6 separate regions of the Mus musculus genome follow, and all the other regions are linked to region 1. The links are chromatin contacts, called in public capture Hi-C maps. All regions are on one chromosome and are shown on one strand. Each heading gives the region's core, a stretch centred on a gene start, on an enhancer-like site or on the middle of the called end of the contact. The rest is flanking DNA. Distances are from core to core; before and after follow the strand shown.

The links. Capture Hi-C pulls out chosen DNA fragments and counts their contacts.
Region 2: a capture Hi-C map of embryonic stem cells shows a contact between it and region 1, with 4 times the contacts expected there. The contact joins two enhancer-like sites. A contact is called at or near these places in 1 of 15 datasets of contacts at CTCF or cohesin (large pre-B cells), 2 of 115 datasets of contacts at active chromatin or transcription factors (both in embryonic stem cells) and 1 of 9 other capture datasets (embryonic stem cells).
Region 3: a capture Hi-C map of embryonic stem cells shows a contact between it and region 1, with 2.4 times the contacts expected there. The contact joins two enhancer-like sites. A contact is called at or near these places in 1 of 484 Hi-C or Micro-C datasets (embryonic stem cells), 2 of 115 datasets of contacts at active chromatin or transcription factors (bone marrow-derived macrophages and embryonic stem cells) and 1 of 9 other capture datasets (embryonic stem cells).
Region 4: a contact with region 1 is called in a capture Hi-C map of embryonic stem cells, with 5 times the contacts expected there. The contact joins two enhancer-like sites. A contact is called at or near these places in 1 of 115 datasets of contacts at active chromatin or transcription factors (embryonic stem cells) and 2 of 9 other capture datasets (embryonic stem cells and liver).
Region 5: a capture Hi-C map of embryonic stem cells shows a contact between it and region 1, with 4 times the contacts expected there. The contact joins two enhancer-like sites. A contact is called at or near these places in 1 of 15 datasets of contacts at CTCF or cohesin (pro-B cells), 13 of 484 Hi-C or Micro-C datasets (the Ba/F3 cell line, the HPC-7 cell line, the N1E-115 cell line and 7 more), 3 of 115 datasets of contacts at active chromatin or transcription factors (T-cell acute lymphoblastic leukemia, embryonic stem cells and memory CD8 T cells) and 2 of 9 other capture datasets (adipose tissue and embryonic stem cells).
Region 6: a capture Hi-C map of embryonic stem cells shows a contact between it and region 1, with 4 times the contacts expected there. The contact joins two enhancer-like sites. A contact is called at or near these places in 1 of 39 promoter capture datasets (liver), 4 of 484 Hi-C or Micro-C datasets (Sertoli cells, embryonic stem cells, liver and 1 more), 8 of 115 datasets of contacts at active chromatin or transcription factors (the 230-238 cell line, bone marrow-derived macrophages, embryonic stem cells and 4 more) and 3 of 9 other capture datasets (adipose tissue, embryonic stem cells and liver).

Annotation. Positions count from the first base shown.
Region 1 is chr2:70,688,908-70,693,009 of GRCm38.p6, reverse strand. It overlaps Gorasp2 (golgi reassembly stacking protein 2), which reads right to left. Exons shown (of 10, transcript NM_027352.4): 9 at 3,708-3,827; 10 at 1,285-2,352. The coding sequence ends at 2,027. Among named protein-coding and RNA genes, the nearest start is that of Gm38528, 13 kb to the left of the region's middle. Within about 2 kb of position 2,644, at least 41 of the 459 cell types and tissues checked have an H3K27ac peak or open chromatin away from gene starts, as enhancers often do. A contact at or near this core is called in embryonic stem cells, where this site is marked.
Region 2 is chr2:71,276,972-71,281,060 of GRCm38.p6, reverse strand. It overlaps Slc25a12 (solute carrier family 25 (mitochondrial carrier, Aralar), member 12), which reads left to right. Exons shown (of 18, transcript NM_172436.4): 15 at 1,407-1,545. Among named protein-coding and RNA genes, the nearest start is that of Dync1i2, 67 kb to the right of the region's middle. Within about 2 kb of position 2,135, at least 13 of the 459 cell types and tissues checked have an H3K27ac peak or open chromatin away from gene starts, as enhancers often do. A contact at or near this core is called in embryonic stem cells, where this site is marked.
Region 3 is chr2:71,325,783-71,329,947 of GRCm38.p6, reverse strand. The region is part of intron 4 of Slc25a12 (solute carrier family 25 (mitochondrial carrier, Aralar), member 12); the gene reads left to right. Among named protein-coding and RNA genes, the nearest start is that of Slc25a12, 40 kb to the left of the region's middle. Within about 2 kb of position 1,652, at least 73 of the 459 cell types and tissues checked have an H3K27ac peak or open chromatin away from gene starts, as enhancers often do. A contact at or near this core is called in embryonic stem cells, where this site is marked.
Region 4 is chr2:70,027,895-70,032,407 of GRCm38.p6, reverse strand. No RefSeq gene overlaps it. Among named protein-coding and RNA genes, the nearest start is that of Myo3b, 9.0 kb to the left of the region's middle. Within about 2 kb of position 1,802, at least 2 of the 459 cell types and tissues checked have an H3K27ac peak or open chromatin away from gene starts, as enhancers often do. A contact at or near this core is called in embryonic stem cells, where this site is marked.
Region 5 is chr2:71,241,582-71,246,078 of GRCm38.p6, reverse strand. The region is part of intron 5 of Dync1i2 (dynein cytoplasmic 1 intermediate chain 2); the gene reads right to left. Among named protein-coding and RNA genes, the nearest start is that of Dync1i2, 32 kb to the right of the region's middle. Within about 2 kb of position 2,613, at least 8 of the 459 cell types and tissues checked have an H3K27ac peak or open chromatin away from gene starts, as enhancers often do. A contact at or near this core is called in embryonic stem cells, where this site is marked.
Region 6 is chr2:71,219,415-71,223,378 of GRCm38.p6, reverse strand. Dync1i2 (dynein cytoplasmic 1 intermediate chain 2) reads right to left here. Exons shown (of 16, transcript NM_010064.4): 3 at 3,961-3,964. Among named protein-coding and RNA genes, the nearest start is that of Dync1i2, 9.5 kb to the right of the region's middle. Within about 2 kb of position 2,133, at least 11 of the 459 cell types and tissues checked have an H3K27ac peak or open chromatin away from gene starts, as enhancers often do. A contact at or near this core is called in embryonic stem cells, where this site is marked.

The sequences.
Region 1 (4,102 bases), core at 1,395-3,894:
TGGCTGCATGGCTCGTCAGCAGATTTTGTTATGATGGTGTTGCAAACTTCTCTACCATGATCTCAAAAGGGTAAGAACGCCTGTCTTCTGGCTAATAGTGGCTGGGTTTCCACCTGTCATCTGAGACCATGCCATGACCTTGTGGGTGGACACACATGCAGATGGAGCAGACAGGATCTCTCTATGTAGCTCTGGCTATCCTAGTACTCGTTCTGTAGACCAGGCTGGCCACAAACAGTACTCAGCCTGCCTCTGCCTCCCAAGTGCTGGAGCTAAAGGATTGAAGTGTACTGCCAGCACCACTGGCTGGCTGGAAACTTGTCTAAATGGGAGAAATGAACTTTATTGTTTAAATCACTGTACTTCAAGGATCTCTGAGGTTAATCCAGCCCAATCCAACATCATTACTGCCCTGGCTTTCCTGAGCAACAAGACTGTGTCCCCCGCCTGCCACCAGGGGCTGTTACATAGCTCCACCATTGTTGACTATAGCACTTAAATTGGGGCCCCACAAGGTTTCTTCTTGGCTTATCAAAGAGAGTGGCATACTGACCAGGACACAGTCTTAAATCTGTGCTTCTGGAACCCACTACAGGGTCTACCATTGCCCTCAAATGACTGGAACTAAGGAGCTCACTGGGGAAGCATTTACCCAGCTTGCTCATGGCCCTGGGATTAATCCCCAACACTTAAGAGACTCATGATTTCCTGAACAGAATACTCAGTTTTGCACTTCAAGTAGAGTTCACTGACCATCACCCCCCCACCCCCCCAGGCTCTCTCCCCCAGAGCCTGGGGCTTCATAGACTCTCACGAGAGAGAGAGAGAGAGAGAGAGAGAGAGAGAGAGAGAGAGAGAGAGAGAGAGAAAAAACCACCTGTTTTTGCAGGTCTCTCACTGAGTGTGGAACTTGCCAATTTGGCTCATGAGCTGCCAGACTGCTTCAGGGATGCCCAGTGCTGGGACTGTGGAGATTTCTACATCACTGACTTTAGGCCTGTGTCTCTATAAATGCATCCTGGGAGAGGGGCTGGGTTTCTGGCAGAGTCAGCAATGGCCACCACTGCGGTGTGGGTATCTTTATGCTAGTACCAGGTCAACAGTCAACAAACTGCTTCCACCTTACTTCCAAAGGGGGCTGTCAGATGCTTTTCCGTCACCCAGGACATCAGTCCCACTCGATGGAGCATCGCTTGGAAACTTAGAAAAGCACACCCACCACAGGCTGACCTGAGAGATGTGAGGCACACATGAAGTACACGCTCGCCACTTAGAACACAAGGAGACCGTAAAGCGACTGGAGTTTATTGCCGCGATACCGTTAAGTAGCTACAGAGCGCAGCTCCTCTCTTTCTCTTTAAATGCCATCTTACCACAGGCATCTAAAGCAACAGCAGCAGCTACAAAATGGTGTCTGAATAATTCTGAGTTCAAAACAAGATCTGTGTACAGGCAGAATAAAAAGATGTTCAATTAATAGTGTGCCATGGACCGGAACAAAACATCTGCAACTGGGAGTTTTGTGTAAACCGTAATAGAGATGCGACTCACAGAGACCAACAGTAAATTCTTGTTTCCTTGTACAGTTTAGTGAGGTGGTCTGTGTTCTTGCAAACGACTTACAAAGTACAAGAAATGTTGCATGTGGGCACTAGGCATAAAATATTTCATTTCCTTACACAAGGCATAGCAGTGGTACAGGGAACCCAGTGGGTACCCCGCCATCTCTCTTCCAAAGATGAACCTCCCAGAACGGCAGTAGATGCCTGGCAGCAAGCCACCCATGACAACTTTTTTTGGTTGTTTAAAATACAAGCACATTCTCAGATTGCCCTCCTCGGCTGTAACCCCCCGACGTGGTGGGAGGCAAGCCCTCAGCCTCTTGCGTAGTTTCCCCTTAGAATTATGTACAGGACACCTACAGATACGGTACACACTAGTATGAAATCAATGGTAGTTTGCGATTCCAGACCTGACCCCGTGGTTAACTAAACAGACCACGTCGGTTCTGAACATTGGTTCCCAGTTAAGAAGGCTCTGAAGCATCTGCATCAGACACAGGCTTCTCGACGGCCGGGGTGCAGTCGCTGACTCTGTCCTCAACAGTGGTGGGGACCTTGGAAGCAGGAGACGTCACATCCACAGTGAGGGAAGAGGCGTCTGCCTTTGCAGTAGTCATGACAGGGTCAGAAGGTGGGCCCATGGCAGGAAGGGAAGACAGCGGCTCCCCTGCGCTGGCTGCAGAAGAGCCCTCTGGAACCAAAGGGAATGACGGGAGGAAGTCGGACAGCATGGGGAGAGGTGCAATGCCAGGTAAGTTTCGGGGAGGCAAGGAGGGAAGAGGTGGCAAACCTAGGATAGAAACAGCAGAGGTCACATATTCTCCCAGCAACCAGAGCACGGCCATCAAGCTCCTCTACCTGCCCCTGAGAGCCTGCAGCCGAAGCAGAGCTCTTTGCTCACTGCCACCTTTGCTGACCTCTAACTGGAGGCTGGGGCCAAAAGCTTTCCAGGCCCAAGCTCCGTGTACTCAGCCCTGCACTCAGGAGTCTGCCGATGCGACAACAGCTCCCTCCAGAGCCATGGGAAGCAGTGCTCCCTGGCGTTCAAGGGCGCTGGCTGGATGTGAGCTAGGAGGATCCTGCCCAGGCAAGGCGCCTCTTGTCAGCTAAGAGGAGGAGCTGTGGAGGAGCAGCAGCACTGCCTCAAGGGAGCCGCCCTGCACCTGGGGAGGCCCCGCACTGCCTGTGCTGCTCTTGGTGCGTTATTCTGGAGATCTTCAGAGAGGAAAGAGCAAAGGGAAGGCGGATTGTACGGGGTATGTCCAGGACACCACTGGCTGGAGAAGCTGTCCTGTCCTTAGAGGCTTGCTGCATTTAAAGACAGAGGGACCAAGAATATGGGCCCCAGGGAAAAGAAGCAGGGAGTGTGGTCGGTGCAGCTGGGGCTTTCTAGGTCCCTTGTTCTTCAGCCCTGGCACTGAAGATGTAAAAAATGCAAACCTGTCAGAAGTGTGACAATGACAACCACTATTCAGTATGGAGTGATCACTGCAGTGTCATGATGGGCAGTCACAGGGAGCGTCAGCAGGAGCAGGCTTGGGGACTGCTGCTCCCTTTTCACCTGGGCATATGACCTGAGAGCCACCTGCTGGCAGCTGGTGCTCTGGGTTACTATTATAAAACCATCTGTCAACCCCCAGAACACTTAGCTGGCCCGAGTGCAGAGCTGTGGTCCTAGCACTTGAGAGGCTGAGGCAGGAAGTTAATCCAGGCCAGCTACAGTGAGACTCCGCCTGCCCCTCCAATCTCAGAAAAACAAAAATACCAGGCCTGGACTGCACAGAGCAGTCACCAGCATTTCCTGTGGGTAGCATCCTTAAACAGGAAGTGAAGAGAGGGGACTCAAGCATCTTTATTAGGTGACTGTACCACACTGTCAAATTCAGTGCACAGTGCAACTCCACTGATCCTATGGTAGCCTGCCTGGGGCCAAACCTACCAGGGTGTAGAGAAAGGGAGGGAGGCAGAAGGCCGGGTCATGGACTTCTTTCTTCTTCTCCATATAAAAGATGGATACTGATTAGAAGTAGCTGAAATGTGTTTAGCTGAGATGCTCTTTCTGGAAAAGACTGAACGGGAGGCCTCGCTTTCCTGAATCCATGTTTTTATTAGCAATGTCTTAGGAGGGTAAGGCATGCAACATACCCGGGCTCCCGAGCTCTGGCAAACCGACCCCTGGCATGATGTGCGGAGCAGGGAGGTTGAAGTTGGAGAGGCTGGGGAGGTTGGGGAGGCTAGGCAGCCCTGCTGACAAAGGCATCAGACCTGAGCAGAGGGCGAGAAAGAACACAAGGTAAGTCGTTCCCCTGGGAAGGAGACAGGTCATCACACGCTGACAAAAGGATCTCTTCAGAATTCCGACACCAGGGTTCACTGATGAGCGACAACTGAGTCTCACAGAACGCGCTCTGCCTCGTCTGAGGGATCAGGCTGTGAAAGCAGCAAATGCTACACAAGCAACACACGCTCCCACGGCCCTGGACCAGAGAGAAGGCGCCTACCTACACACTAACAGCTCACCGTGCTGCCCATCGTTCTGT
Region 2 (4,089 bases), core at 886-3,385, 590 kb before region 1:
TAGGAACCCAGTGCTTGGGTATAGCATGTGTCTGATGAGGTAAAGCTTCAGACCTGGGCCGACAGGGGTCGATGGCAATGGTATGGAAGGTCTTCCTGGCCCTCCCCAGGGCCAGGACAGGCTGTGTTGAATGGAACATGCATGGAATGAGCAGGGAACACGGTTGGGTTTTTTCTCTGCCTTCCCAAGAACAGTTTCCCTTCTCCATTGCCTCTGGCTTTCTGCCTGGCGTGGAACTCTCGAGGCTTGGAACTCGTGATTGAGGTTGACTTGGTAATTTGTTAGTTTTGGGGGGTTTGGGAATCAAGTCATTTATACTGGGATCTGATCGAATGCCTCCCCTGTTTCCCCTGCCACTCCGATCCCCACTCAAGCTCCCTGCCCCCACGCCCGGCAAAGCTGAGCAGGTCATGCAAACCTGGGACATCCGAGAGCCCTTATGAATCCTAAATGCTGCCTTGCTTAACATTCAGAAAGTTCCAATTACATATTGACAAGTTGCAGAGACCGGCAGTAGAGCATCCTGAGTTAATGTTGTATTTTGCTTGAAAACACTTAAGAGGATAGATCTCATGTGTGATTACAACAGAAAACAAGTTAATTATTAAATTATTTGTCTTTTTTTAAAAAATTTATTTATTTATTTATTTATTTATTTATTTATTTATTTAATGTATGTGAGCACACTGTAGCTGTACAGATGGTTGTGAACCTTCATGTGGTTGCTGGGAATTGAATTTTTAGGACCTTTGCTTGCTCCAGTCAACCCTGCTCACTCTCGCCAACTCTGATCACTCAGTCCCTGCTCACTCCAGCCCAAAGATTTATTTATTATTATACATAAGTACACTGTAGCTGACTTTAGATGCACCAGAAGAGGGCATCAGATCTCATTACGGTGGTTGTGAGCCACCATGTGGTTGCTGGGATTTGAACTCAGGACCTCAGTGCTCTTACCGCTGAGCCATCTTGCCATCCCATTTATCATTATTTTATGGGCATTGGTGTTTTGCCTGCATGTCTGCCTGTGTGAGGGTGTCAAATCCCCTTGGAACTGGAGTTAACAAATAGTTGTGAGCTACCATGTGGGTGCTGGGGATTGAACCCAGCTCCTCTCTCCAGCCCTGCCACATTAAGTTTTAAGACCCTAAATATAGCATTTCTAGAAATGCTAGAAAGTTCTTTGTTGTTAGAATGCTGCAGCCACCCGGGGTTAGCCTGGATGGATGTCCATTTTCCTTTAGAAAGCTTCCTGCCCCACATGTTTGCTCTGCCTACCCCATCCCACCCCAATTCCCCTCACATCACTTCTAATGCTGTTTGAAGGACATCTGAGCCTGTCACTGATGCCTGCCCGCTTCCCATATTTACACTCTGTTTTGCACTGTTTCCTCACCGCGTGACAGGGTGCCAAAGCCTGTTTCCTCCGAGACATTCCCTTCTCCGCAATCTATTTTCCCGTGTACGCTCACTGCAAACTCCTCCTGGCTGATGAGAACGGACGCGTGGGAGGCATCAATCTCCTGACAGCGGGAGCCTTGGCAGGTAACCACAGATCTTCTTAACCAAAAGAATTCTGCCAAGACGCACCAAACCTCTGACTTGGAGCTTTATTTCTGGAAGTTATTGTTGGGATCCGACTTAGCTGGATATAACCGCCTTTTCTCCTTTGTGGGGATCTGATTCTGATGAGCGTTAATTACATTTGCATAATGTGGATAAACAACTTAATGCAGCTTAGCAACTTGGAGCCAAATTAGATCTGCCCATCTAAATTGGGCTTCCATCATTAGCATGTGTCTTAGCCTCCTGGGCTCCTAAAACCTTGGGTACAGCCAACTAAGGTGGAGAAGTCCTTTGCTAGATCTGCTCTGTTGGGCCAGTGCTGATAAGCAGTCTCTGCCTGCCCTTAGGATTGTCCTGTAGGGTAGTGCGTTCCCACTCTGGCTCAGAAGCTGAGCTTCACGAAACTCTCGCTTCTTGCCACCACAGGTTAGACCAAAGCAGCACCCTGAAGCCCTCAACTCCTTTCTCAGCGTTCAGTTTGGTTAATGGATGCTTAAGTTGCTTACCCCCTCTGCGATAGGCTCAGTGCTTCTGGAGGGTGGGGCTTGCATTACGTCCTTCCTGCCTTCCCTGTGCGGCCAACATAGGAGTAGAGGCTCAGGCAAAAGACACCAGATTAGGCCCAGGAGAGTCTACCAGGGGGAGCAGCCTGGCAGGAAGAACTGACTCAGCAGTAGCTGGGGTGAAAGGGGTTGAATGCGTGTGTGTCCCTGTCCTTCCTTACTCCTGAGTTACCAGGGAACTGACTTGGAACAACAGGGAGCAACCAGGCATCCTTACATTCAGCAGCACAGAGGAGTGACAGCAGAAGGAAACGGTTCATTAGGCTTCCTCACAGCTAGTAACGAACCCACACAAAACTCACAGACTCAGGACTAGGACTAGACTCTGGTCCCTGCTTGGGGTTTATTTTAGATTTATTTACATGTGGGAGGCAGAGACAGGCAGAACTCTGTGAGTTTGAGGTCAGCCGGGTCTATATAGTGATTAGTTCCAGGACAGCCAGGGCTACCTTGTCTCACAACACAAAAAACCAAAAGATTTATTTACTTTTATGTTCATGTTTGCCTGCATGTATGTATGTATGTACACCATGTGCATACCCGTTGCTGAATGAGGCCAAAATTGGGTATCAGATACCCTGGGGCTGGAGTTATAGATGGTTGCAAGCCATGAGGATTCTAGGAATCAAACTTGGGTCCTCTGAAAGAGCAGCCAGTGCTCTTAACCACTGAGGCATCTCTCCAACCCCACTGCTTGGCTCTTAATTACTGAGTTATCTTCTACTACTTGTCCTAAGTATGGTGTGTTAGGAGCCCTGGGTCCTGGCAGTGTTGAGATGAATACACTGTTCTTGTTTATGACAACAGAGGACAACTTAAAAACAAACAAGCAAACAAACCAACAAAGAAAAACAAGAAAACAGGGCTTTGAGCCCTTGTCTGGGGTCCTGCAAATGCCTTGGCCTCCGTCATTTGTGAGCTTGGTTGAATGAAAACAGCCAGTGATGCCGGTTTAACCTGGCACCAAGTCCCCCCCCCCCCCCCCGCCTCGCCACCCTCCCCAGCTCCTTTCTTGTCCTCATTAGACTGTTAGGAAGGGGATAACGGCCAGGCTTCCAGTGGGCAACAAACAGAACCACATAAACAGTTACCAAGTCACACCAGCTTATAGACATTGGACCTATTTTCAGAAAGAGGCGAGTTTTTCTAATTATTACCAGGCATGCTTCGCTAGCAGGTACTGAGAGCATTTGAAGACCTGTCCCAGGAGGCATGCAGCTCACCTGCTTCCCTCTGAGCAGGGTGCTGGGCTGATCCAAGGGACATACTGGCATCATTCTCTCATGGAGCCCCTCAGAGCCCCTCAGAGCCACAAGCTCCATCTGCCTAGCGATGGTGAGACAGTGAGATTTGGGCCAAATTGAATTCCTTCCCCCTGGGGAAGGTCATGCTGCTCTCTCAAGGTCTGTTTTGTTTTATGAACAAAACCTATGCTTGAGAAATCCATCTTCCGTGTCCTGCTGCTGCTGCAGCATCTCAGGTGACCCCAGGGAGCTGTGGCATGTGTGTGTTGGGGAAGGGTGGCCTCTGAATGATCGGTTCCTCTGCTGCTCTTTAACTGGATGCCTGGCCGGCTCTCACTGAGGTTGTAATGACTGCCACACTGACTGTCACATGAGCAGGTCTGAAAGGAGGCTTGCAGCCTCTCCCTTAGCACCTCAGACTGGCAAGTGCTTGATGCTTTTGACCCTCACTCACCCCACAGTGTGGTTGGCAAGGATCAACCAAGACCACGCACGATGCTTTGATGCCACATGCAATCTGTGGTGCATTAAACAGATGTCACAGGAGAAAATACTTGCATCCTATTTAAAGATGAAAAGCCTAAAGGTTGTTAAGGCCGGGAAGGGAACGTGGCGATTCCTACCTACCTCTAGCAGTGCTTCTCTCTCTCATTGTTCTCTGGGATGGGACATTAGAGACATTTCCTTAATTCAGAAAGAAAAACAAAACCTTTCCA
Region 3 (4,165 bases), core at 403-2,902, 640 kb before region 1:
GGTATCCTGCTGGGTAGAATTAGGTAGCGGTAACCTGATCCCTGTCAAGTGGTAATACTGCATCCTGCTGTCATATGTTGCCTTGCATTGATCTTAAAAACTTTTAAAGAAGGTATTTATTGCTCTAACACAGATTGGATTCTAAAATCAATGAACATAATCAGAAGAAACTCTTACTTGTTTACTAATAAACATATATAAAACATGCTATCTGCTCTAGAATTTCTATTAAACTCTTGTGCACATTGCACTCCAATGGATTTCCTAGGACCGGAAACTGGTCCCCCTGAGCTTTCCCAAGGACACACCCATACTGCACAAGCCTTCTAAATCAGGAATGCCTTTGATACAGTACTGTGTTGTCCAGGTTGTACAGGGTACAGCAAGTAAAAAATGTATTCTGCACTTGCCTTTTAAGTGGACTCCCTTCTAAGGGGAAGCCATAACAACAGTTGTTATTCCAAGTGTCAGGACATGGTAGTACATGTGCCTTTTCTCTGTGGAGAATAACTATAGACGTGGATAGTGTGAGAGTCTAGTGGCCATAGACTATGATCATTTGGTGTGCAATAGAGGCACACGGGTATTTGATTAAATCAGGAAGAAAATTTAAGATGCTTTGTATTGCTTTCCGGCATCATAAAGGACCATTTTGAATAAAATACACAAGGCTACTAAAGTAGCTTAGAGTTTGACATTAAAGGGGAGTATTGGCAGGGTGTTATGCCACGTGATAGTAGACTGTTAGGGCTTGTAGCTTCTGTGATGTTCTTTAACTATGAACTCATCTTTCCTGAGAAATGAACCTTTATGTATATTTGGCAGCAGGACTCCTCTATTTGACTGATCACACAGTAATCCCTTCTGGAGGTAGGTAAAGGGTTAACACTTCCCCTACAGAGTGCCTGGGGAGTTCACCTAGGATACTAATTCCTTCCTGGAAGTAGAGGGGAAGTAGAGGCGGAAGCTGAGGGAGTCTGCATGCTGAGGCCGGTTGGTCGGGACTTCCTCCACCACTTCCCGGTGTTGATCTTTTCTGTTGTTACATTGTTGCTGTTTGTTTTCTTTTCTGGGCTCCTAGTTGTTCCTCCTCTTTCCTCCCAATTTCTCCTGCACTGAAAAGCACATCCACACGTGTCACTGTCCTGTCTTTTCCGTTGTACACTGTAAGGATAGTCACCACTTACCCCAGGTATCCAAAGGGCCATTCTTGACTTCACCCTAAGAACTATGCAGGTGAAACCAAGCTGTTTGAGGAAAAAAAAAAATTCCCTTGGCAATAAAGACTGCTCCGTCTCAAGCCTTTAAGTTGGAAGCAGCGGCTCCTGCTGGAATCCTTGAAGTCAGATGTCAAGCTGGGCTGATGGTAGGCGGGCTGTGTCACGGGGCTGATGGCTTGTATACCTACAGGAGGAGTTCTCTGGCCACAGCGTTGGTACAGCAGCTCCTTCAAGGCTCAGTCACGGAGCGGGCACGGTGGCAGGCTTGGAGAAGAGTGCCAGCCCCGGTCAGAGGTAATTTTGTACTGCAGAAAGGTGCTGAAGACCTTGCAGGAAGCGTCCCTAAGAACCAGGGGAGGGATAAGGGGGGGCATGAGATGGGGAGACACAGTGGGGGTTGCCGGGGAATCAGAAACCTCTGTTAAGACATATTTACATAATATGCTTCAATGTGTATTTCACCTAGTCCAGTCTTCATAAGTGACTGGTACAGCTAAACTGACTAATAGACTTTTTTTTTTTCGGGGGGGGGGGGAAGCATTTTTACGTTATCACATTCTCACCTTTACCTGCTCTCCAGACAAATCACGCGCTCCTCTCCTTTTGAGCAAAGAGAACATAATGGCAAGCTACTTTTGTTATCTGGCCCCAATTCCCCCTTCAAAGGAATTATAAAGCTCATTTTTCCCTAAGCCCATGTTCTCTGCAGGAAGTGAAAAAATGGTCTATTGTTTTTCCTCTGTCAGAAACATGAATGGACTTCCTGTTTCTTCCAGTAGTGCCAACCTAGTGTAGCCTCCTGGGTCATGATCTTGCTGCCAAGATGTGCTAGTCACGCCGGGCCAGAACTGTGGCCTCAGAAATAGTACTAATACAGAGTGCTGTTTAGGGCTAAAGATCCTTGTGTGCCACTGGAAGATGGGATTTTCTTGGGGTGGGAAACTTGATACACAGAGAGATGGATCAGGGATGCTCAGGGTTCATGGTGGTCTCCCCTCTCAGGTCATGCAAGACTCAGGAAGATAAGGGCAGCAGCTGATGGAGCCATTGCCTCGTGCAGGAATACGCTTCTTGGTTCTAGGACTTTTACATCGTTGGTTTTTGTTAACACATCCCAGGGGCAGAATAGTGGCTACTATAAATTAAGTCTCCAGTAGTTCACTAAATCGTCTCTGTGACATTCCTGAGCCAGCTTCAGGCGACAGTAATAGAATAGGGACAGATTGGAGATGACATTTCACGAGGTGCTGGATAGGTTCACAGTCTTATTAGCCCTAGTCACTTTAGTTGAGCCTGGGGTGTTACAAAAAAAAAAAAAAGGACTGAAAGTGTGATGGAGTGGTTACTCAACGGGGATGACGTCACCATGAAACCATACACAGAGCTGTCAGGGGGAACATTTGGGGAGAAGTAGAAAATGTCCGAGTACAATTTGAGAAAAATGCTACTTCTGTATTTGAGAGCCTGCTATGACTAATTTAGATCATTATCTTAATGGCTCGAACAGCGTCTAAGTTCTGAGACAGCTAGGAAGTTAGTAAGAAAGAACTTCCCATTTAAGTTTTTATTACAGGGCTCGTTCAGCTCCGTGATGGAGTGCTTGCTTAGCATTGGCGGGGCATAGGGTTGATTGTTAGCCCACTTTAATGAGGTGTTTTTATCTATAAGGATTGTTTTCAAATATGCATTATAAGTCTAGTTTGTGAGCCTAGTATGGTAGCTCATGCCTGTAATCCCGGCCATGAGGCTGTGAAGGAGGAGGATTGCCAAGAGTTCAAGGCCATACTGGGTGACAGACAGTATGAGGCCCTATTTCAAATAACAAAACCAAGCCAAACAAAATTATGCTAGGCCGGATAGTGTCAGCCTATAATCTCAGGTACTTGGCAGCTGAGGCAGGAGGATTGTAAATTCGAAGCCTTCTTGGGCTTCAAAGTAAGTTCAGGCCCAGCCTAGGCAACCCAGACCCTGTCTCAAAAAAGAAGGTGGGGGGGGGGGGGGCAGTGCTACAGGTAGCATAAAGCAGACAGCAGTAGCAGGAAGCTTACCTAGCATGCTCAAGGCCCTAGGTTCAATACCCAATACCACAAATAAATACACAGATAAATAAACAAATAAACAAATACAATTTAGTAAATATCCTTTTGGTAATGTCAGAAAAAAAAGTTGAAGCCATTGAATTTTGTTTGTTTGAAGGGTTCTGAGTCTTTGAGGCTGTTTTGCACTTAAGATTCTGATAGTTTCTTTCTTTTTTAAAAAGATTTATTTATTTATTATATATGAGTACACCGTCACTGTCTTCAGACCCACCAGAAGAGGGCATCGGATCCCATTACAGATGGTTGTGAGCCACCATGTGGTTGCTGGGAATTGAACTCAGGACCTCTGGAAGAGCAGTCAGTGCTCTTAACCACTGAGCCATCTCTCCAGCCCAGAATCTAATATTTTCAAAACATATAAAAGGGATCCAGTTTTAACTGCTGTTACATAAAATCATGCAGATAGCTTTCTTCTCCTTTTGTTTTAGAGATAGCATCATGCTAAGTAAACTCAGACCTGCTATGCAGCAGTAGATACATTGCATATTAAATAATTGAACGTTCTGAGTTACAACTTTTAAAACTAAAAGCTACTGTGAAATAGCTTCCTTTCTTTAGCCACCTTAGCATAACTTCATATTTGCAATGACTTATTCTTATTCTGCATTTCATTGCATTTTTTAATCTTTTAAGTACCTTTTTGTTAGACTTGTTTTGTATTTGGGACATGGTCACACCTTGTAGCTCTGGCTGACTTGGCACTCTTTATGTAAACCAGGCTGACCGTCAGTTGACAGAGATCCTCCTGCCTCTGCCACCCAAATGCTGGGATTAAAGGCCAGCATTACCATGTCTGGTTGGTTTGACTTCCAAAATAAGCAAACTTAGGTTCTTTTGAGAATAGAG
Region 4 (4,513 bases), core at 553-3,052, 660 kb after region 1:
ATATGAACCTATTTCTCTAATTTATGTAGTCTTTTTTTTTTTGTACACAAATTTTAAGTGTCTATAGCTGGTTTCTATTGTCGATTTTATGCATTTTATTCTCTCACCCAGTGTGTTTTGGGGACTCCCCCTGCCCTCCATATTTCCCACATGACTTTTGACAGACATGTAGCATTCTCAGTGCACACTTGCTTTCTCCTTTCCCTCTTACGACGAGTAGTGAGGGAACACCCCCAGAGAATGCATAGAAAGTGTCTCTGGAGTACATCTCCTCACCCAGATGGAAGTGGGACTGGTGTAACACACTAGTGTCACAATCCCAAGACCCAACAATGAACTCCAAAATCCTGAAAGGGCAAGCTCCCTAAAACCTGAAGGTCCCCAAATCCTAAATGTGGAACTTCTGGAAGCCCAACCCCTCCAGCCTCAACTGCTGCTTTCCCAAATGGCAACATCAGAGAAGCAGAGTGACATGGGACACATGAATGATGAAAATTTCCATTGATAAATGAATCATTTGTCGACCCCTGGACTCCTTCCAGCAGAATCCTAGGGCCTCTTAATGAATCCAAGCAGCATGTGCCTGGAACAGCCAGTGAAGTTACAGACTGGCTCAGAATATTTCTGTGCATTGTCAGGCAAAAGGACTTTCAGGCAAATGGGTGCTGCTCTGGTATCTGTACTGTTGGCTCCAAACCTACACGTGAGCACGTGGGATGGGGTTCCACACCCTCCCCCAACAACAGAGCCTATATCAAATCAAAAGAACTTTTAAAGAAGCAGCTCCTCAAAGAAAAGGAGTGCATTTTTAGAGGAGGGCAGTGATCTAAAAGAAGACTTCAAAATACAGCTGCTGGCTGTGGAAGTTGGCCTGCACTCAAGGTTTCCCTGTGCAAGGTTTCCCTGTAGCTGTCCCTATTGTGTGCTGTTCTCATCTGTCAAATAATTCCTTCTTGTGCCTCCCTTCACAGTGGGTTGTCATCATTTTAGTAAAAATTTTATGTTTATATTTTAATTTTATTTTACATTTTTAATTATTTTTATTTTACTTTATTTTAATATTTTACTAATTTTAATAAAATAACTGTTGTTTTTCATCTTTGAATCGTTAGCATACTGGAGACGAAGATTATATAAAGACTTTTAGAGAGTTCTAATTCATGTTTTTTTTCCCCTCAAAATTGAATACATAAAAGTACCTTACCATTGTGTGTGCATGTAAAAATGTTGACCCTGTCTGGGGATGCTAGCTCACTGGTAGGGTTCTGTAGTGGAATTTTTCCTGTACAATTAATTTAAATATTAATACAAAAAGAAGCCTGTGATTGGACAGGGAAGAGGAAGGCAGGGCTAAAAGGTCCAGAGACAGGAAGCGACACAGGAAAAGGAGGAGGAAAATGGAGGATGAACCGGACGATTCAGATTCCAAGTGACTTTAAATAGCCACAGGTAGACATAATATCATATAGGGATAGAATAATTGGGATAACTTGTCTAATCTAGGTGGGCAGCTTGTATTATTGTCAATTGGCTCTGAAATTATTGTATGGGCATCTTGTGAATTGAGAATTTATTGATATATAAGTCTGACATTAATTTTAAGCTTCTAGAGTTTTGATTTACTGGGTTACTGTAATTTGGGACCGCCAACGACAGTGAGTGAATGGCTGAGAAGATGCAGGCAGCTCTGAGGCAGGTGAACCGAAGTTGGGAAGACCTTCACACAGAAGCTAACCTAGAGGTGGTGGAACCGCAGGCAGAGAGTAGCTCCGTATAGGGACACCACTGGGGTTAAAGGCGTGTGCCACCAGTTCTCACGATATACCCAGCTATTCTCTGCCCCAGTGGGCTGGCAGGCCATGCACTGGCGGGCAATGGCTATCTCGTGGAGACTCTCTTACTCGAAGCTCCAAAATCTCTCCACCCAGCTCACAAAGTTCCTACTGGCGCAGGTCGCTACCACGCCAGCTCCATGCTTCAAAACTCCCATGGCCTTTGTGGTGAACATCAGGCAAACCCACACTTTGCCACCCATACCTTTCTCTCTGAAACCCAGTCAAACCGCTGCATGAAGGAAAACACTACACAAACTTAATTCAGAATCAACGATAACTCAATCACTGGGCACAACAACTAGAATCTTAATCTTGTAAGCCATATTAAATCTAAATCCTCCGGTGGCAAATCCTGGCAGATCCGCCATTGAAACAGGAAACTTTAGTAGCTACATCTTGTCCTCTCGTTATCCCCATCCAAAAAAGCCCCTATCTCTCTCCAGCTTCCTCTCTTCCTCTGTCCAACCCAGAAGTCCCGCCTACTCATCCAGTGGTTGATTCCTTTATTCATTAGGTATGTGACTTTCCTCTTTCCAGACAACACCAGGGCCATCCACAACAGGGTACTAACCTAGCTTGCCGAAAGCTCTGGGTTTGATTTTTGGCACATCTGCATTTGTGAAAGGTAAGATTTCTCTGGATCTTGGCCTCTGTGGCCATTACATATGTTGGGGTGACCTGTGGTAGTCAAAAGATGTAAGATGCCCAACACAGTATTTCTGATGACTCTAGTTATCAAGTTGTGTAAGTGTCAACCACAGGGGTCTATCGCGGTACACGTTTCTGTTTTTTTGGGTTTTTTGTTTGTTTGTTTGGTTGGTTGGTTTTGGTTTTTCGAGACAGGGTTTCTCTGTATAGCCCTAGCTGTCCTGGAACTCACTTTGTAGAGCAGGCTGGCTCGAACTCAGAAATCTGCCTGCCTCTGCCTTCTGAGTACTGGGATTAAAGGCGTGAGCCACCATGCCTAGCTTGTCTGGCTTTTTATGCTGTGAAAAGCCGAAGATCTTCATGGTCTGTGGGCCCTGAAAACTTTATAGTCAGACAATTTTTCAAGAATAATGTTTAAGTTAACTGTTGTGGTGGTTTGGGTGAGAATGGTCCCCAGGGGCTCATGTTTTTGAATGCTTGGCTTCCAAGTGATGGAGGAGTTTAGGAAGAACAAGAGATGGTGGTGGTGTAGGATGCATATCACTGGGGGTGGGCTTTGAGGTTTCAAAAGTCTATGCTATTCCCAATCAGTCTTTTCTCTGCCTCCTACATGTGGATAAGGATGTAAATTCGTGGCTACTGCTCCTGTGCCATGCCTGCCTATCACCATGCTCCCACAGTGATGGTCATGGACTCTCTCTGAAACTATAAGCGAGCCCCCAGTTAAATACTTTCTTTTCTAAGTTACCTTGGTCACAGTGTCTCTTCCCAGCAGTAGCAGTAAGATGGCTGCTAAAGGCCTGATTTCCTGGGATACTGTATGTTCCTTTAATATAAATTTGGGCTTTCTCTTATTCCAGCAATAAAAATAGGCCCTCTTGTCCTGTCTTTTCTTTTCTTTTCTTTTTTTTTTTTTTTTGTCATTATTTCCTTTTATTGAAAATAGAGATGGCCTAATCGGCCATCACTGGAAAGAGAGGCCCATTGGACACGCAAACTTTGTATGCCCCAGTACAGGGGAACGCCAGGGCCAAAAAGGGGGAGTGGGTGGGTAGGGGAGTGGGGGTGGGTGGGTATGGGGGACTTTTGGTATAGCATTGGAAATGTAAATGAGCTAAATACCTAATAAAAAATGAAAAAAAAAAAAGAAAATAGATCATTGTCTCATACAATAATATATCCTGGTTTTAGTTTTCGCTCCCTCTACTCCTCCTAGTTCCTCCCCACCTCTACTCCCTGTCTCTCATTTGAAAAGTGCAGGCATGTAAGAGATAATTACCAAATAAAATAAAATTAAATTAAAAAAGATGAAGCAACAGAGCAATCCGACAGGAGGAAGAGAGTCCCAAGAGCAGGTACAGGAGTCAGAGACCCACTCACTTCGTCCTACTTTTAAAAGCCCCATTTTAAGTCGCTTTTAAATGTTGCAGAGGAGGTGCATGGATATGATTTCTTGTATATCCTTATCTTTCCTCCTCTTGTGCTCACAACTTACACATTTATAGCACAACGAGCAGAAATCAGCTGGTATTAGCTTACTATTAACTAAACAGTTCTTACTTGAATTTTGTCAGCTTCACTTTTATCTATTTTTGGAATTTTACCTATGACTTCACATTGTATTCCTTAGTTCTTTCCAGTCTTGGCACTCTAAGAACAGTAGAGCTGACAACTCGTGCTGTGGAGCAAACTTCTGATAGAGACTAATGGGAACTGGAGAGTTGGCTCAGTGGGTAAGAGCACTGACTGCTCTTCCGGATGTCTTAAGTTCAAATCCCAGCACCACACAGTGGCTCACAACCATCTGTAATGAGATTGGATGCCCTCTTCTGGTGTGTCTGAGAACAGCTAGAGTGTACTTACATATAATAAATAAATAAATCTTAAAAAAAAAAAGACTGATGGTTCTACAGGATTGGAAAGAAGTCATGATAAAAAAAATCTGCATTTTTTTTTGGAGTGTGTTCATGTTTGTGCACATACACACGAGTGTGTGGAGGCCACAGGTTGATGTCGTGTCTTCACCTTTT
Region 5 (4,497 bases), core at 1,364-3,863, 550 kb before region 1:
TAAATGAAGATATACAATGTTTATAAGACTTTTAAAAATTATCAAATCTCATGAATCCCCAAACTAGTATAAACTTGAAATAATTTATTTAAAAATGTTACAGGACATATAGGTTATATAATCCTGTCTACCATCTCTTTTTGCTACAAACTAAGGTAGAAATCATAAAAAGGGGGGACGGGGGAAGCATGTATTTTTCTTGCCCACATACATCTTAGTTGTGTATCAGGGAATGGCAGCAGGCATCTGCAACAGAGTCCATCTCCAGTAATGAAAGCCTATTCAGAAAGGGGCTTTCCTTGTCTGTTATAGTCATTTCCCTGACCCATGTACAAAATGATCTAACACACACACACACATACAACCTACACAAAAGAACGGTCAAGGATGGGACCAGCTGCCAAGTCACGGTCCCAGCAGTCAGGCCAGCTGACTAGATAGCAGCAACCAGATGGCACTGCTGGGCTTGTGTCTTTCTGCTGCAAGGTGGCAAGGGGATGGCATAACATTCTTCCGCTTGACTGCTTCCAATCCTGTGTCTCTCCCCAATGGTGAGCCTGTGCAATTACCCACACTCCAGGAGGCTACAGACAAGCCTTTACCCTGCAAACAAAATGCAGCTTGTAGGCCACACCAGCTGCCAAACCACACACAGTGTTAGATTTAGAGAGCTAAGAAAACCTTTCCAACTCTATAGTCTAAGCAATAAAAATATAACTGTACCTGTGCAGAGAAAGCTTTAAATGACACTGTATAACGCACACAATGATACAACCTCCAACTTAATCAGAATGATAATGACGTATGCCAATCCTACATTACTTGAAATTGAGCGATTTTTACGTCTGACAAGTTTACAGAACTGGGATAAATGGCACGAGTGATTTCAATATATGCTCATACTTTTGAACCAAATGGTGAAGGTTAAAATTTTTCCTTTCAAGGGCCTCAATCAGCCACAAAGGAAAACAGTAATCACTGTCTTTTCAGCCAGCCCAACCGCATTTGTCAGCCCTTTCTCCGTCAATGCAGCCAGAGCAATCAACCTGCCAAACATTCAGAATGGAAAAACAATCTGAAAATACAGGGTATAATGCACCTGCCAGTGAAAATGGCCATTTCAAGAAAAGCTAGTGATCTCAGTGACCCTGCTGAGGAGGCGGTGGCGCAAAGGGGAAAGAACACGTAAAAGAATTCTTAGTGATCGCCACTCTCTTGCACACTGACACTTCCTTACAAAGCATGCCAATTACAGCTTTTGTGCTACTTAAAAAAATGAAAGCTTTTTTGGGGCAAAATAATCACATAGAGAAACAGAAAGACACTACTCCTTCTTAGATGAATTCTCATACACAAAGGATTATTAATCTGAAAACAGTGTGTCTGATGGTGACTCTATCTTGTACTGTTCCAACATTAGGATGCAACTCTGCCAGAGAAAAATCTTCAGGGATACCGAAATGAAATAATTTAATTACATTTATTTATAAGCTGAGTTCTAGAATAACTTAACATGAGTGTTGCTCTCATACCACTGTGGGTTTCTTTCTCCTTTCTTTTCTTTTTACATTTAGTATGAGAAAAAAACATACCTCAGCTTTTGCTAATACCATCAGCTTTCCTAATTCTATTAACTACCAGGTTCACTGTATGTAAATTCTAAAACTAAGGATATAAAGTCTCCCTAGATCCAGCACAAGTCCTTCTCGAGCATGGTGACTTATAAATGACAGACTCCAGCCCATATTGTCTCCTCCCTCTACTTGGCTGTACTACCCCACTCCTACTTACCATTCCCAAAGATGGGGGTCAAACTCCTGTTGTAATGCATATATATATGTATGTATATATATATATATATATGTATATATATAGTCAGCATATTTTAGTGCTAAGTGACTGCATAATGTGCATATTTAACAGGAAAGATTTCATACAGACATTCTTTCCTTCTGAAACATTAATGTGGATAGTGTGTTAGCCGCTGATCTGTGTATGTTTGCTACACAACATTTGCCAACACAGGTGGATGGTTAACAGCAATTCCTTAAACACAACCCTTAGAATTCCATTTTAGAATCAATAAACTGATATCCTTTTCTATAATGATTAACCATGGACTTAAAAACTGTAATTAATACTTAAACCAAGTTTCAGAAAGGCCATTTAAGTAATTATCCAAGAATATAAAAGCAAACATTAGGCTGCTCTAAAAAAACTCTACAAAAATAGACTATTTTCACTATAAAGGATATTTTCAGTAATTACCTACTATGTGTGTGTATCTATACACATACATGTATAATAGGTTATTTACTACACACATGCACACATATATGTATGTCAAGTACAAGATTGTTTCTCTGAGTCAATATGCCCTTCTTAATAAGTATTTTTACAACCATGCTATCATAGGACCACTAATGAAGCCCCAGATTTCAACACCACAGTTGTAAAGCTTGCCTCCGACACTCCCTGTTACATGGTAAGCTATAACATACTTAAAACTGGAAGAAGGTAAGGGATCAGGAAGACTGCCAGCCACATCACTTTACTGATGAATATTCATTGCTCCGTGCTAAGTGATTAACTCCGTGCTTGCCTTGAGGGGGAAGCTGAGGTTTCAGCTGAGCAGGAAAGAGCACAGAGAAGTGGCAGCGGCTTTAGAACGCCCATCTCTTGTGAAATGCATGTGAACTAAATCTAATGAACCCCTGGATTTTTACTTTGAGTTAACACCCAAATTGTGATGCATTTTGGTGAGAATAAAAGAAAACTGTTGTGTAAATTAAGCTGCACTACAGACAACAGCAAGGAGTGAAATTCCAGTTGCTAGAACAATCAGCAAAGCGGTGGGTTAATCGGTTAAATCATCTGTGAAATGGGTGGCTTCTGCCCACCTGAAGGAAGATGGCTTCTGAACGGGTTCTCTTATTTACATGCCATTCATACTTAAGGTGCGTTTAAGAAGCCATAAAGTACACTTTTGACTAATTCTACAATATCTGTGTTTAAACAGTAATATGCAAGATCTTAGAAAGTCCATAATAAACAAACACTGTCACTTATAAATCCCTTATAATTTCCAGCATACAGTTAATAGATCCCATCTTGAGTGCATTGCTATTCGGGAAATATTAATGCTGGTAACAGTTCATTGCTAGTCTTCTTATATTGGTATGAACCCTTTTAAGATGATTTAATATCTCATGATGAATTCCTAACTTAAACCAGGGCATTTGTGGCTCATAAAAATTATTCAATTTATAAGTATCCCTATAAACATTTATTAGCAGTGGGAATTTCCCAATCATTAGTTTAAAAGTCCAGACCAGACAGGAATGACTTTCCCCTAATATTTTTTAAATAACCTTAAAAATCTATCTGTCTGTCCATCCATCCATCCATCCACCTACCTATCTAATCCATCCATCTACCTACCTATCTAATATGTGTATGTATGTGTGTAGGCACATGCCTGGGCCCATGTGTGTCACGTGGACATGTGAATGTCAGAGAATAACTTACGGAGGTAAGTTCGCAATGTGGGTCTTGGAGATCAAAGCCAGTCATCAGGGTTGGCAGCAAAAGTGTCATTACCCACTGAGCCATCTTGCCCACCCCCTGTGAATCTATTTTCTTCTGCTGCTTTTTTTTTTAAAGATTATTTATTTTATGAGTGCTCTATGTGCACATATACCTGAGTGCCAGAAGAGGGCATCAGATCCCATTACAGATGGTTGTGAGCCAACACGTGGTTGCAGGGAATTGAACTCAAGACCTCTGGAAGAGCAGATAGTATTCTTAACTGCTAAGTCATCTCTCCAGCCCTAAATCTATCTTCTTATACCTTCAAATCAAATGGATATTTAAGACAGTTTCCAAAGGAACAAAGTTGTAGCAGTATATCCATAAGATTCATTCTTTTTCTTAGTTCTGTTTTTTTTCCCCCTTCTTGAATAGAATCACTTGTATTTGCTTAATGATTTGTATTTTCATCAAGGGAAACAGAGCTGACATTTTAATCCTGAGTATTTTGAATTTGGATATAATGTTTGGGAGATAAGAAAAGGATAAAGTAGAAAGCATATGCCATCTATTTTTGCATGGGATTTGTCTCAACATAGTCTTGGTTTTTTTTTTAAAGATTTATTTATTATTATAAATAAGTACACTATAATCTCATTACGGGTGGTTGTGAGCCACCATGTGGTTGCTGGAATTTGAACTCAAGACCTATGGAAGAGCAGTCAGTGCTCTTAACCACTGAGCTACCTTTCCAGCCCCCATAGTCTTATTTTTAATCTTTATTTTATGTGCATGTATGTCTGTTCACCACATATGTGCAGTACCTGCAGAGGCCAGAAGAGAGTGTTGGCACCTGCTGGGGCTGGAGTTATGGACAGCTGTGCTCACGTGATAGCTGGAGTGGGGAAAAGCAACCAGCTTTTAACCACCAATCTCTCCAGACACCTCAGCACATCTGTCTTTAAATAG
Region 6 (3,964 bases), core at 884-3,383, 530 kb before region 1:
TGGCTTCTTTCTCAAAGCCTGCTTACTGTTGCCCTGAACAGTTCTACTTTGGCTAGATCTAACATTCTACTCTTATGGGCAGCTAAAAATTCTAAATATTTTCATGCCAATAGCAAGCTGATATTTAATCAAGAATGCAGGGGCTGGAGAGATAACTCAGTGGTTAAGAGACCTTGCTGTTTAACAGAATATGTTACCTAGTTTTATGTCAACTTGATTGAAGCTAGAATCCTCTGAAAGGAGGAAGCCTCAATTGAGAAAATGTCTCTATAAGATCGGGGTAGATAGGTGTAGGCAGGTAGGTCTGCACAGCATTTTCTTCATTAGTGATTCATGAAGAAGGGCCCATCCCATTATGGGTGCGGCTCCCTGTGGGCTGGTGGTCCTGGTGCTACAAAACAGGCTGAGCAAGCTTTGGGAGCAAGCTAGTGAGCAGCACCCCTCCATGGCATATGCAACAGCTCCTGTCTCCAGGTCCCTGCCCTCTTTGAGTTCCTTCAACTGAACAGTGCTGTGAAACATAAGGCTTTAATAAACCCTTTCCTTCCCAAACTGCTTTTGTCATGGTGTTTCCTTTATCACAGCAATACTATCTCTAACTAGGCCTCAGAAGATCCCAGATTGGTTCCCAGCACCAACATGGTGGCTGACTCCCTTTTCTGACCTCTACAGAGAGCAGGCTGCACCTGGTGCACATACATAGAAGCGGGTAAAACACTCACACATGTAAAAGAAAAATAAATATTAAAAAAAGTTAAGCTGGGCAGTGGTGGCGCACGCCTTTAATCCCAGCACTTGGGAAGCAGAGGTGGGCAGATTTCTGAGTTCGAGGCCAGCCTGGTCTACAGAGTGAGTTCCAGGACAGCCAGGGCTATACAGAGAAACCCTGTCTGGAAAAAACCAAAAAAAAAGTTAAAATCTTTCAGTAACCACTCATATTCATGAAATACATTTTCATTAGAAAGAAAAAAAAAGCATAGCTATTTACACTGTCAGTTTACTTCAGCAAAAAAACCAAACTAATGGTTTGAAGACTAGCAATAGTTTTTCCTTTCATTGTCTCCCCTTTTCTCTCCAGTTTACACTGGAACAACAATGGCCTACAGAAGGACTAGGGAGAGAGCTTGGTGAGGAAGGATGAGCGCTGTGCAAGCCTGGAGGGCCGACTTCTGTCCCCATGTAGGGAGAAGGAAAGAACTGACGTCCCAAGGTTTTCCTGTAGCCACCTGTCTGCCACCATCCCACCCAGCCCCAAAGAGGAGTAAGAAAGCCTTTAGCTGGGCATGGTGGCACACCCCTTTAATCCCAGCACTCGGGAGGCTGAGGCAGGTGGATTTCTGAGTTCGAGGCCGGCCTGGTCTACAAAGTGAGTTCCAGAACAGCCAGGGCTATACAGAGAAACCCTGTCTCAAAAAAAAAAGAAAAAAAAAAAAAGAAAAAAGAAAAAGAAAGCCTTTGCTTGAAATCCTTAAGCAACCCTTCCAGACTCAGAACAGTTATGGTGCCGAAGCTATCACTATTTCTTTGCAGCTCCTGCCACTGAAGCTTGTGGACAATGCAATGAATGTGGATCAGGAATTCCCGTAGGTGGAGTGAAATGGAATTGTTGTATACTTCCAGGATCTGAAGGCTTTGTCACTATGACACTGAAGACAACTCGGTTTGAAGCTATAGCAGAAGAAAGGACTACCAAATTAGATCAGATTCTGCTAAATGGAAATAATACAACACTGGTTCCTGGAGAAAGACCTGAATATGAATGAAGTTCCTTGACTTATGCTAGATATAGCCTTATGTTTAGATTCTATAGCCTAAGTTTCTGTAAAGGGAAGTGCATCTACTTTCCTAAGCTAATAATGGTTATCTTGGGAAAGACTGTTTTTGTTTTGTCTGCCTCTTTAAAGACTAATAAAGGTTTTTTGTTGCTGTTGTTGTTTTGTTGTTTTCTGTCCTGCCCAAGATCTTGTATCACCGGCCTCTACCCACTTCTGCTCTTTGCCTCTCTCTGGCTTTTTACACTGCAACCACAGGAGCCCAGCCAAGGCTAGCTTTACCCTCACTGTTCCCTCCACCTGGACTGCCCCCACTCTCAGCCTTAGCATGCTGGGCTGCTTCTGATCTTCCTGTTCTTTCAAAGCTCTTCCTGAGCACCAGATCTAAAGCTCAGTCTCACTCTGACATCACCATGATAATCCAGCTCCCTACAGGAACTCTGCAGGGCACTTGTCTATACTCAGAAGCCCATCCCCCAGCCTGGCTTATCAAAATACTCAATACTTTTTGAATTAATGAGTTGGTTGAGTAAGATTTTTCTTTAAAAGCTGTAAAACTAAATATTACAAATTCTCCTGTAGGAGAAGAAATAGAAATGGAGGAAGAGGGCAGGCCCTCTCACTAAAGAATGATCTTTCAAGAAACAGCAGAAGTGGGCTAGGAATTAAGACATATGAGCAAGTAAATTAGTGCAATGGAAGTCAGGGTGGGACTGGAGGGGGGGGGGAAGATTCATAGAAGAAATCCACACCCCAATGGCACAGAAAATAAGAAAACAAGACCCTCTCCAGACCTGTACAACTGACAAGTGATGTGCTTCAGTTACTAGGATAATAAGAAAAGTAATCGAGTTAATTTGTTTTTAAAATCAAAATATATAGCACAGGATTATTAAAGACATAAAAATTAATGGGCTACAGTCTTCAAATTCTAGCAATAAAGAAAAACTATGAGCAGGAAGGTGTAACAATGAAGCAGATGTTGAGAAAAACTAGCCTTTTCATCTCAAAACCTTTTAGAAATAATGATCAGTTTACACTAAGGCACATTGTAGTTACTGCCTCTGGTGTACATCCCCTAGGATAGATAAAATTAGCCTGCACCCTAGGTACAATGGTACACACCTATAATCCCAGCACTCAGAAGGCCAAGGCAAGAGGATTATGATTTCAAGGTCAGACTGGGCAGAAAACCCTGTCTCAACAGCCAAATTCAAAACCCAAAACAAAAAACCTCAACAAGATGAAACATTGCTAAGGAGACAGCTCTGCTCAGAAAGTGCTCACTGCACAAGTTATGAGGACCTGAGTTCTAGCCCCAGAACCAGCTATGGTGGTGCACATGTGTAATCCCAGCCAAGGAGATGGAGACTGGTGGACCCTTACATTCACTGGGTAGCAGCCTAGTCTACTCTGAGAGCCCTAAGTCAGGAAGGAAGGTAGCACCCAAAGAATATCACTCAAAGTTGTCTTCTGGCTTCTTCATGCGTGGCACCTACCTGGACACACACCAATATGCCATCACACACAAACACACACACAAAGATATTAGCTCAAAAATAACCTTGAAAGGTCAGGTCCCCAAAGGATAAAATGCCACACTAAAACACATTCTCTGTAGCAGCACCTAACACAGAACTATATTATTTAAATAAGCATGAAATGCTTTCAAGTATGTAACTAGATCTCAGTATCTCTTCTATGCAGCATATTGGTCTAATATAACTATCAAGATGAATAACACAGGAAAAAGACCAAGACCAGGTGAAATTATGTGCTTTCTGGAACTGCGAGAATGCTATACATTTCTCTCCTTCTCCTTTGTTTTGAGGATTTTGTCTTAGTACACCTTTTCCTGGCCTACAAAAAGGAATATAGAATTAGGTTAGGAAATACTCATCTTTAAGTTTAGCATAGTGTGGTGCATAGTAAGTTATTTATTTAAGTAAGAAAATTAAATTGGTAGCTTGGTATGTGTTAGTAGGTATTAATCTTGATTTCCCAAACAAATAAAATAACTCTGTACTGATATATCTGGGGGGAAAAAAGGAGTTTCAAGCAAATGGTAATGCTTTTGAGACAAATAAAATATGCAAAAGATATCAAACCAATGCACTGAGCTTGGATATGTCTGAGCTCAACAGAATATATGCCTGTTTCCCATGAAAAGATACAGTTAGGTCCTTACCAAT